2 separate regions of the Ovis aries genome follow, and region 2 is linked to region 1. A link is a contact called in public Hi-C data. All regions are on one chromosome and are shown on one strand. The core of a region is the stretch at or near the end of the contact, and the rest is flanking DNA. Distances in the headings are between cores, read along the strand shown. Region 1 has its middle 16 kb from the start of TRNAW-CCA. Region 2 has its middle 41 kb from the start of ALOX5AP.

Region 1 (5,233 bases), core at 778-3,277:
TTAATTAAAGAGGCAGCCACAGTGCTTCACTGGACTGGTATGAGGACCTACAGGAATCAGCTCTACTGACCTATTTCTCTCTGGTAAGTTCTACCCCAAGCCTATTTAATTTTTATTACTGGATTGAAAGTTTCCATGGGTTGAGGCTTTCACTATGTTCTTCAGCAGCCATTCAGGTCTCATGGTTGGAACGTACTGTGCAGTCAGTAAACAGGCCTGCTTACCCTCACCCCCTCCCTCTGGGTCCCAGAACCCTCTGGGCTTCCACACTGGATAGCTGTTTGTTTCTGACTAAGGAGGAAAAGTTTAACCTGATGAATCACCAGCAGCTCTTCCTGTGACATTCTCAGGGAAACTACAGCCTGCTTAGGAAGAACTCCGAAGCACTTCACTTACTGTGGATTCTGATCTACACAGACAGGGAAAATTTTGAGTTCTGCTCTGTGTCTGCACACCAAAGCTTCCTTACCAGCGCTTTTCTCTCTTAGAGATTTCCTGTTATCAGGACTATGCCTACCCTAGAGTCAGTCCGAAATAAATAAGCTCAATGAACAGGACTGTCCTAGGGGGGAATTTATCACTACCCCCATACGAATCTCACCCAGATACCACTTCTTAGGTAACCATCTCAGGTAACTGCCCAGTTTCCTCATTTGTACCAATAAGCAAGGGACTATTACTTTCAGTTCTCCCAAGGATGGCACATGACTAGCATTGTTCTAGATGTACAGGTAGAAAGCTAATCTGTATATAGCAGAGATGGCTTTGGACATGACTGGCCTAGACTTTATTAATGGAGGTCTTTGTGGCAAGAGTCCAGGTTATGGAAAGGGAGCTATTCTGGTATCTATAATATTCTAGTAGTAGATATGCCAAAATTTCAAAGAAATGATTTCACTGAACTTCAAGATAGTCACCAATCTGTTCAAGTCCTTACAATACTCAAATAGCTCAGAAAGGGTATAAAAGTAGATTATTCACCTCCTTAGGAAACAAGTTTCTTCAGACTCACAGACATAGAGAACAGTTGTGTGGTTGCCAAGTGGGAGGTGGGTAGGGGAGGGAAGGATTGGAAGTTTGGGATTAGCAGATGTAAATTAGTATATATAGGATGGATAAACAACAAGGTCCTACTGTATACCACAGGGAACTCTATTCAATACCTGTGAGAAACCATAATGGAAAGGAATATAAAAATAAGAATGCCTATATGTGTACAACTGAGTCACTTTGCTGTAAAGCAGAGATAGGCACAGCAGAGAACATCATCTATGCTTCAAGGAAAAAAATTTAAAAAACCATGTTTCTTAGTACGCTGAATGCAACACTGACGAGTATTTCTAAATGATCTTTAAGTGCGTGATCCTAGACGAGATGTAGCAAAGAAAGAAGCCCAAGAATAGTCAGTCACTAATCAAGGCAGCCTTTGTGGTATGACAATGATAAACCAGGTTTCCCTTGTCTTTGTCTCAGTAGCTTCCTTTATGCTGACTGTGTCCCTGATTCCAAGGATACTTGCCCATCAAGAAGTAGGCAAAATGTGAAGACCTTGAAAGCCGACAAAGGGTGCTTAGGGGACCTTAAGTGATAAAACAGCCAGAGTCGGTGCATCTGCTTCATATATAAACTAATTTCTCTCTTGGGCACAACTCATAATTTTGTGAGATGGCAAGGTGAGCTCCTTAATGATATCTTCACTGTAAGCTTTTTATCAGCCTAGAGAAAATTCGTGTTGTTGTTTTTTTTTTAATGAACATCCAGTGAAGGCTCAATACTGTTGAAAAATGTCCAGACTTTTAAACATTCAAACATAGTTCCACAAAGAGCCACCCATGATTGACACTTTATCTTATTAAAGTGCTGTTAAGAACCATAACCACGAGCTACAAGGACTAAAGCAGCATACTCTGCAATCTATTCCTGAAACAAAATGCAACTCTGATTTGCTTGGAACCTAAATCAAAGGAACAGTCTATGGGGTCATTCACTTCCGGTCCACTAGGGGGCAGTGAATGATCGGGTTTCCCCCAGGCAGCGTTAATGACGGTTGCTATATATACACCTGAAGTGTGGCAGGCCTTTTACACAAAGTGAGCAGTGCCGCAGTGATGACAGGTGCAAGGAGCAGCCCGTTATTGCTACCAGCACAGTCTGTCAGGAGGATGAAGTGAAATGGATCATTTGCATTTTCACCAATGAACTTGCATTGTAATGAACAGGCAGTGTTGCCTGGATGGGGCCCTGGCTTTGCCTCCCTGGCTTCTGTTGGACTGCTGCCAGTCACCCGGCTGGACCGCACCCAGGACTGCAGCGCGGTGGACAGACAGAGCCGGGGAGCTGCATTTAACAATCGCCTGGGGCTGGTGACCACCGGGGTGCCGGTACGCATCGTGGGGGTGTGGGTGGGGTGGGGTTCCCTCTCCCATCCCATCCCTGTGCCAGTGTCCGCTGGGGGAAATTCCAGGCCTTGGAAGCTGCAGCAGTGCATATCCAGGGATCCAGATCATGCATACCGCAGTCTGTGTGAATGGCGCCCCCTGGAGTCGGGGCGTGCAGTTGGGAGTGCAGAGTCCCTGCTCCCACCGTGCAGGGCCCTGGACTGCAGAATCACCCACCTGCCCTCTCCTGGGTGCTCAGTTTTTTTAAAAAAAAATCTGCCTTCAAAGGCTCTAAGGAAAATAGAAAGGCCACATATAGGCAAAGTTTGAAATTGAAACTAGCTGGATTTCAGAGTTGGCCAGGGTCCCTCTCCCTTCTTCCTCAGTCCCACCGCCGATCCAAGTATCTGGCACCCTCCTGATGGTCGTCTTTGTCCTGTTCCAACATGCTCTTCAAAAAGATTCTAGGACATCACACCATCCACCTCGGTTGTGTTTACATCACTTGGTCTCCTCTCCCACCGGAATTTGCATTTAAGCCTTATTTCTAATTGTGAGGCAAAATCCAGAGAAAGGTTTCCTCCCTCCCGCATCCTTCCCCTTGGCCCTGATTAACAGGAGCCTCCCCTGACTAATGGGAATTAAACCAGACGTGTGTTTCCCGCTGTGCTCCGGCTTTAAAGCTTTCTGAGTGATTCCTTCCTTCTCAGCCCTGTTTCTTCACACATTTACCTGGAACATCCCTTTCGTTTTACTTGAAAGCCAGTAAAGCACAGTGGTTAAATGCCGGCCGGGATTAGGCTGCTTGGGTTCAAATCCCAGCTGTGTCGGCCCGTAGCAGCACATAGCCTGGAGAGCCCATGTGACTGCTCTGTGCCTCAGTGTCCCCGCTATCACAGATGGCAGTAGGAACGTCGCCAGATGGCGGTGGTGTGAGGACTGAAGACGCAAGCACAGCACCAGGCAGAGGCCGGCACTCAGACATGTCACTTGTCAGAATTTCGTGCATTTGCCATAACGCTGCATTTCCTCTTCTCTTTCCTCTACTTGTGCCTCACCTTCCAGAAACAGATCCTCCCACCTGCCTCCCCCCCCTTTGCTCCTCCCTGAAAGGACAGCACATGGTCGTCTGGCCCCTGAATCAGTGACGACTGCCCCCTCATGCCCTCCACACCTACCTGATCATCACCATAGAGAAGCAGGCACTTGTCAGGATCCTCGTAACTAGAGCAAAGAACGAAAAAAGGAAACATCTTCAGACATGGAGCACAACAGCAGCTCGGGGGAGGGGGACCCAAAGACTGTCCTTTATGTCACGCTTATGTTCTATTTGCAGAACAGTCTTAGACACAGGCACTTGTTTACTTCACCCAGATCGGAAGTGATTTCAGATTTCTCTTCATTTAATCATCTCATTCCACTGTGTAGGTTCATAATTAAAATAAGAAACTTATTTATAAAACCAGTGCCAGAGCTGAGAGCTAGCTGAAAGGAGGCGCTTGGGCTGATGAACCCTCTCGGTCAGGAGACCTCCGAACCACACCGGCCAGCCTGGAAGGAGAGGCAGGGGCCTGCCTGACATGGACAGCATCTCCCCCACCGGATGGGGGTTGGAGGGAGTGGGGGAGAAGGAGCAATGGCTCCCTAATCCTGGTGTCCAAGAAGGAGAGTGGCCAGTTTCATGGGGAAATGCTCCACTGCCTCACTTTGGGTAAATGGCTGGCTTCAAGGGTAGGGTGCCCATCAGCTGGTGCCAGGGCCAGAGGGAGAGAAAATAGTTGCTGATGAAGATGTGAGCGTGGGTGGAGTTGGCTGGCAGAGGGGATGATGGGGCTGAGAAAGAGTAGGAGGAGGGAGTATGGACAGCGGGCAACAAAGTGGCAAGACCCTGAGTGTCTTCCCTTCCCAGTGACCCCTCAAATCTCAGTATTATCGGCAAAAATCACTAAATGCTTGGTGTGGTTGGATTTCTTGTCAAACAGGTAAAGGGGCTGAGTGGATACATGAGGAGGAGGCCTGCCAGTATCTGGGAAATAGCAATGAAGGCTTGTCTGACATTATGCGGCTACATTATGTGGCTACATGACATTTTTTTGGAAGTACAGCTGATATACAATATTATGTTAGTTTCAGGTGTACTACAGAATGATTTGACATTTGCATATATTATGAAATGATCACCATAAGTCTAGTAACCATCTGTCCCCATACATGGCTACATTAAATTTAACAAATAATTTGTCACTTTGAATTAGATTAATTTATTACTCTTATTTCCAGAGACAGAAGGAACCTACAAGAGACACTTCTTTCCCGTGTCAGTATCAGAAGTCTGTACGTATCTTAAACACCTTAATTGATATCTTATAGACCCTACCAAGTGGCCAGTGGATGTTGTTTCCTTCTTTTTTCTGGCTTGTAGGAAACGCAAAGAAAAATAGGTTATTCATTTCTAAAAATTGTTTAGGGTATTATGGGGTGTATTTTGTTCACTGATTTTTTTGTCTCCCTATATATTTTTCCATCACCTTCATTCATCCCCATACATACTTTTATTCTATTCTATATTCACAGCTGTAACTGGTCCCAAATCCTCTTTTGGACATTGTAGTGATTAATAAACAAAAATGCAAATAAGTACATTTTGCCTATCCTGAAAATTCTTACACTTTAATATTTTTACTGCACAGACTGTTCCTCAAGTTTTGCTGCCAAAACTGTCCATTAATCCTTTCTGGACTTCAGTCTTTAGAATTCTGCTTTTGCAAAAGACTTTTCTTCACCCTCATTTTATTAAGATGGTCTCTTGTATTTTCTTCTAGTATCTACTTAAAAATATTTAGATCTTTATTTTG
Region 2 (5,867 bases), core at 2,547-5,046, 190 kb after region 1:
GAAGTTAGCTCCAAGACAGACCATTAATTGTTCACATAATGTGTCCCCAGAGAGATTACAGCTTTACTGCACGATGCCTGGTATTTAAAAGATGTTCTATAAATACTTATTGAATGGTTGGATAGATGGATGGATGGATGAATAAATGGATGGCTAGATGGATAGATTAATGAATGGATGGATGGATATATAGATGGATGGATGGATGGATAGATGAATGGATGAATGGATAAATGGATGGATGGGTGGATAAACAGATGAATGGACAGATAGATGGGTGGATGGATAGATGGATAATGGCTTCTATTACAGGGCCGAGAAGGAGGGAATGTCCTAAATATAGACATGGGAGTCTGAGACACAAGAAAGATGGTAAAGAGAGAGTTGCTCACTCCAGTGCCAACAGCCTCTTGCTGGATGTTGGCAAGGCCAGCTGGGTAGAGAAGAGCAGGTGAGCAGAGATGGACAGGCTCAAGGAGGCAGCAGATATGTGGCATGAGTGTCTGCCGCTGCTGGGAATGCTTCCCACGCAGCCCCAAACATGGCTCAAGATGCCACTTAATCAAATAAGAGCACAGACTGGGTGCCCAGTTCAATTTTAATTTCAAATAAATGACTATTATCTGCCCTTGTGATGTTGGGGACACGCTTATACTAAAATACTGTTCACTTTTTAAAATCTTAAATTCAAATTGAACTTTTGTATTTGACGTGACAACCCTCATCCTGGCTGCCCAGTAAGTGATGTTATAGGGACAAATGGGGGAGGCTTCTGACGTGAGCTGATCAAAGACCACTGCTTCAGAGATCAGCAGCAGTTCACTTTGTCTCAAGACCCAGAGAGGAGAAGACCTCTAGAAACTCCACTGGGCCTCTTCCCTGAATTTTGGAAAGTATTCTAAGTATACAAAATGGCTGGTCTATAAATAGTGCTGTAAATTAGAACAGAAAAAAAAAAAAAAAACTCATATGAAAGTGAAAGCCACTCAGTCATGTCTGACTCTTTGTGACCCCATGGACTGTAGCCTGTCAGGCTTCTCTGTCCATGGAATTTTCCATGAATACTGGAGTGGGTAGCCATTCCTTTCTCCAGGGGATCTTCCCAACCCAGGGATCAAACCCAGGTCTCCTGCATTTCAGGCGAATGCTTTACCATCTGAGCCATCAGGGAAGCCCGTACAAACCAAACCAAAACTAAACTAAAAAATCCCTTTGGCCTTTGGTCTACTAGGGGGAAATCCCATGGACAGAGGAACTTGGCAGGCTACCGCCTATGGGCTCACAAGATTAGGGCATGACATAGCCACCAAACCACCACCACTGCTAGATCCAGAAAAGAAATCCTTCCAACCCAGTGACTGTTTATTAAATGTGAAACGTACACTCTTATTTAGAAGAGAATTTATAAAATAGGGAGAACAAGCAGTCTTTCTGCTTATAACCGTTGGAAGAAGTCTCTGTGTATTTTTTTCAAGATTCTTAAAACAAACGTTTTCTACATGTAGTTATTGTCACTGTCAAAAACTTGCTATTTAATAAACAAATCCATTGTCAGCACAGAATTCTTGGTCAGTGATTGTAAAGATGCTTTTTTCTCCCTTTAGATTCAACACTATTTTAGTTTATTTTCTTATTAGTCCCGGGAGCCATGGGAGAAAGTTCTAGAAGTAAAGGGAGTCTAGCGTCACTCTTTTTCCCGATACTGATCACATTATAATTTTACATGGAAATCTTCTTAGGGGTGGGAGGTGGGAGGGAGGTTCAAGAGGGAGGGGACACATGGATGCCTGTGGCTGATTCATGGCAGATATATGGCAGAAACCAACACAATATTGTAAAGCGATTATCCTCCAATTAAAAGGAAATACATTTTAAACAATTTTCTTGGGGAGAAAAAATGCAAGGGGCCGGAAGCGCTAAGTCCGGCTCCCTCGAGGTCGAGAGGACAAGTCAGGTACCTGTGCCACAGCCTCACTGGGTGCTGACGCCGTCTGTCCACGGGAGGACTGAGAGCCTCTGAGTGTCTCACAGACAGGACCTCCACCCTCATTGCGCCCCCCGCTCACATGCTTTCCTTGTCACAGTGCCCCGTAGGAGCCTGTTTTCACGTGTGCCCCTCTGCAGTCTGTTCCCTACCCAGTAACCAGAGGAGCTTTTGGAAAACGCCATCTCCTTGCTGTAAACCTTCCAGTGAGTCCCCAGCCCTTGAACAAAACAGCCAATCCCTCCACTGTGGTCTCTGGTGCCCCCCAACTCCGTCTCTCTGACTTCATTCCCTCCCAGTAGCCCCATCACCCTCATTCCACCCACCCCACTGACCCTGGCCTTCTTTCTGATCCTCAAATACATGAAGCTCCACCCCTGCTTAGGGCTCCGCATGAGCTGGCTACTGTCCTTGGAAAATCCTGACACCCTGGTGTTTGCCTGGCTCCTACCTTGCTCTCATGCAGAATACAGCACAAAAACTGCCTTTCGAAGTTACTTGTCCAGATCATGAAACCTAAAGCAACTCTCTCCCTTCATCCCTCACCATGTTATCACACTGTTTTTTTTTTTTTTCCAAACTTTAAACTTTTTACTTTGTATTGGAATATAGCCGATTAACAATGTTGTGGTCATTTCAGGTGAGACGCAAAGGGACTCAGCCATACATATACAGGTAGCCATTCTCCCCCATCACCCTGTTTTATTTTTATCATAGCACTTACTACCATCTGATCTTTTTTTTTTTTTTTGCTTGTTGGCTATATCCTCAAAACAGGATGCAAACTCCAAGAAGACAGGGACACTGTTTGTCCTATTTGACCCATTTCCCCAGCACCTGGAACAACACGGCACATGGCAGGCTGTCCATGCCTGTAGACTGACTGAACGAAGGTTTTACAGAAAGTTTTGGAAGCTCGTCTTATTACCAGGCACCAAATCCTCACATACACAGACTTGGCACAAGTATTTATCCAGGGCTCACTACCTGGCTAAGCACTTTACATGTGTGATTCAGTCCCTTAATCCTCACATCAGCCCTGGGAATTCTGTCATATCATCATCCTATGTCAGAGGTTAGGGCCTGGGGCACAGATAGAAGATGTCATTGCCCATGAGCACACACGGGGTCAGAGGATGACTGGATGGACCCTGGCAATGCACCTCCACACTCACTAAGCTGTGCTGATGACTCCAAATAAACCCAAACCCTGGGACACAAAAACCCAGGTGGCACTAGTGGGAAAGAACGTACCTGCCAACGGAGGAGATGTAAGAGGCCCGGGTTCGATCCCTGGGTTGGGAAGATCACCTGGAGAAGGAAATGGCAACCTGCTCCAGCATTCTTGCCTAGGGAGTCCCACGGACAGAGGAGCCTGGCAGGCTACAGTTCACGGGGTCGCGAAGAGTCGGACACAGCTGAGCACGCACATGGTATGGGGGGACACAAAGGGACCCGGGTTCTGGAAGGTATTCCCTGTGAGGCTTTCGGTTGTCCGTGTTCTTTCCTTTATTCCATTTGTTGAGTTCTGGTCATATTTCAGAGTCAAGAGGAAACAGAACCAGGGAGTGACTTGGCAAGACTTAGGAGCGAGCCAAAGACAGAAGGTGGAGGAGGACCCGGGATAGAAGCAGTCTTCAGTGTCCACCCACCCATCCATGGCCATTCACCCAACACCCAACACCTCCGGGCACCATTCTGGGTGCATCTGTCTATGAAGAGGCGGTGAGAAGAGCAGAGGCACAGAGAAAGGGAGGGGCAGGAGCTGAGGATAGAGCAGAAGCTCCATGGGCTCCAGAGGGAGCCCAAGAGCAGGGTTTCAGGCTGTCGGATGGCAAGTGGTGAGGTCTAGAGGCAGGAACGTGCGTGGTATGTCCAGAGACCAGCAGGACTGGGTCTGAGACAGGGCTGCAGTGGGCAGGGCCAGGGTCAGGGAAGAGAGAGGACTTGCAGATGCTGTGAGGTGTTGGGATTTCACTCTGAATCAACAGGAAGCCGTGGTTTGACTGACAGTTTTCAAGAGTCACTCTGGCTACTCAGGGACTGCAGGGGACGAGCATGCAAGGGGAAGATCGGCCAGGGCGGTGGTTCTGCCCCCCTAGTGGACACCCAACAGCATCTGGACACAGGTTTAGGTCATCAAGTTGGGGAGGAGGGGAGTGGACGACTGGCAGCTGGGTGAGGATCGGTCAGGGACACTGCCAACCCTCCTGCACTGCACACGAAGCTCCCCCAACAGAGAGTTATCCAGCTCCAAACGTCAGTCGTGCCAAGGTTGAGAAATCCAGAGTTAAGGGATTACTGCAAACATCCAGGGAAGATGGACTAAATAGTGACTGAGCACCTACTATGTGCCTGGCAATGTTTCAGGAACTGAAGATACAGAGATGAACAAAACAGACCAGGTCTGCACCTTCAGGAGTTTACAGTGTGGTAAGAGTGGAAGCTTCAAACAGAGTGGAGGTGGTGGAGGGAACGAAATGGCCCAGTTTGTCTCTCTTCTGAAGGTAAAAACCAACAGGGTCTTCTAAGGAGAGGATGTGCAGAATGAGAGAAAGAGGAGTGAAAGGTGATCCCAAGGCTTCGTCCTGAGAAGTAAGCACCGAGTTGCCATTTACTGAGATGAGGACCGTGGGAGTGGGGTGGGGTGGGGGGAGGTGATTTGAGGGTTGGGGACATCAGGAATTTTGTTGTGGACATGCTAAGTGGAGATGGGGGAAATTGGAGATTTAAACCGGGTTTTTCTTTTTTTAAAAGAAGGGGTCTTTTTCAGTAGGAAAATTGTTTTTAGAAATTGACCAATGTGAATAAGCACCCCAAGGAATTCGGCGTAGACGTAAGAGTACATCCAGGAGATTCTCCCCCCAGGCTGAGCTCTCCTTCTTGAGAGTAGCTAACCTCCAACCCTGCAGAGGCTGGGGAGGGACAGGATGAAGCAAGAAGTCAAATGAAGAAAGTGTTCCGAGAGACGAGCACGATCAAACCACGTCAGGGAAATACTCCCACGACAGGAAGAAAAACTAAAAACCGCCCCTTCCCCATTTCTCAAAATTAGAAATTGATCTGGTGCAGTCTCCCTCAATTCGGTCCACTCATCACTTCCTTATATATTGCAGACTCTCCACTTATTCTGATAGATAATTAAATTGGATATTGTACAAAATGCAAAAATGATTCATACTACTTCCCGTCCTCATGAAGCTTTCCATCTGCTAAGGGAAATACAACATGCACAAAATCTCCTGCCACATCAAAGGGAGGAATTAATCCATCAGTCCTCAGTGGGCGTCTGCTGTATTCACAGCTTGTGGCTGAAATAACACATGAGAAAGGCGAGAGAAAGGCTTCTGTCTCATGGAATTTACAGTCTCGTTGTGGAGCTTGGGTATAAACAGAAATGAAATACTTAGAGGAGACATAGTGGGGAATGGAGATGCTCTAAGTGTGGGAAGAAGGAGGAAGCCATTCATTTTGAAAGGCCATCTTACTGTCTTCCAGCCTGAAATGTCTCCCTTTTTGCTGGGGTTCATATATGTGTAGGGACTGAGGGTCCCAAGGAACCTGGGGATCAAGAGGATGAGCATGAAGCAGCAACAACCGTGAAAACCTCTGAGCAAGTGACCCTGATGCCTACTGGCCACGGGCTGACTGCAGGAGGAGACTTTTCCCTGGAGCTCAGACTCAGGCCCAGCATTCCCTAGGGCTGGTGGTGGCAGGGGAATTAGCGCCAACACGGAGCCTAGATATCTCCATGTCTCTTCCCATTCATTACCTCCCAGCGGTTATTTCCCCAGAAGTAACCAGATAAAAGCAGTTTTGCATTTGAAATGAGGAGGCTTTGGAAAAATCGATTTCCACACCAATTTCTCTCTCAGGTCTGATC

What was found. A called contact is a pair of places that touch in the nucleus more often than the background predicts.
Region 2: a contact with region 1 is called in a Hi-C map of hypothalamus, with 2.5 times the contacts expected there. The contact joins two enhancer-like sites. A contact is called at or near these places in 2 of 16 Hi-C or Micro-C datasets (hypothalamus and skin fibroblasts).

The regions. Positions count from the first base shown.
Region 1 is chr10:30,200,209-30,205,441 of ARS-UI_Ramb_v3.0, forward strand. No RefSeq gene overlaps it. Among named protein-coding and RNA genes, the nearest start is that of TRNAW-CCA, 16 kb to the left of the region's middle. Within about 2 kb of position 2,028, at least 15 of the 54 cell types and tissues checked have an H3K27ac peak or open chromatin away from gene starts, as enhancers often do. A contact at or near this core is called in hypothalamus, where this site is marked.
Region 2 is chr10:30,392,890-30,398,756 of ARS-UI_Ramb_v3.0, forward strand. No RefSeq gene overlaps it. Among named protein-coding and RNA genes, the nearest start is that of ALOX5AP, 41 kb to the right of the region's middle. Within about 2 kb of position 3,797, at least 8 of the 54 cell types and tissues checked have an H3K27ac peak or open chromatin away from gene starts, as enhancers often do. A contact at or near this core is called in hypothalamus, where this site is marked.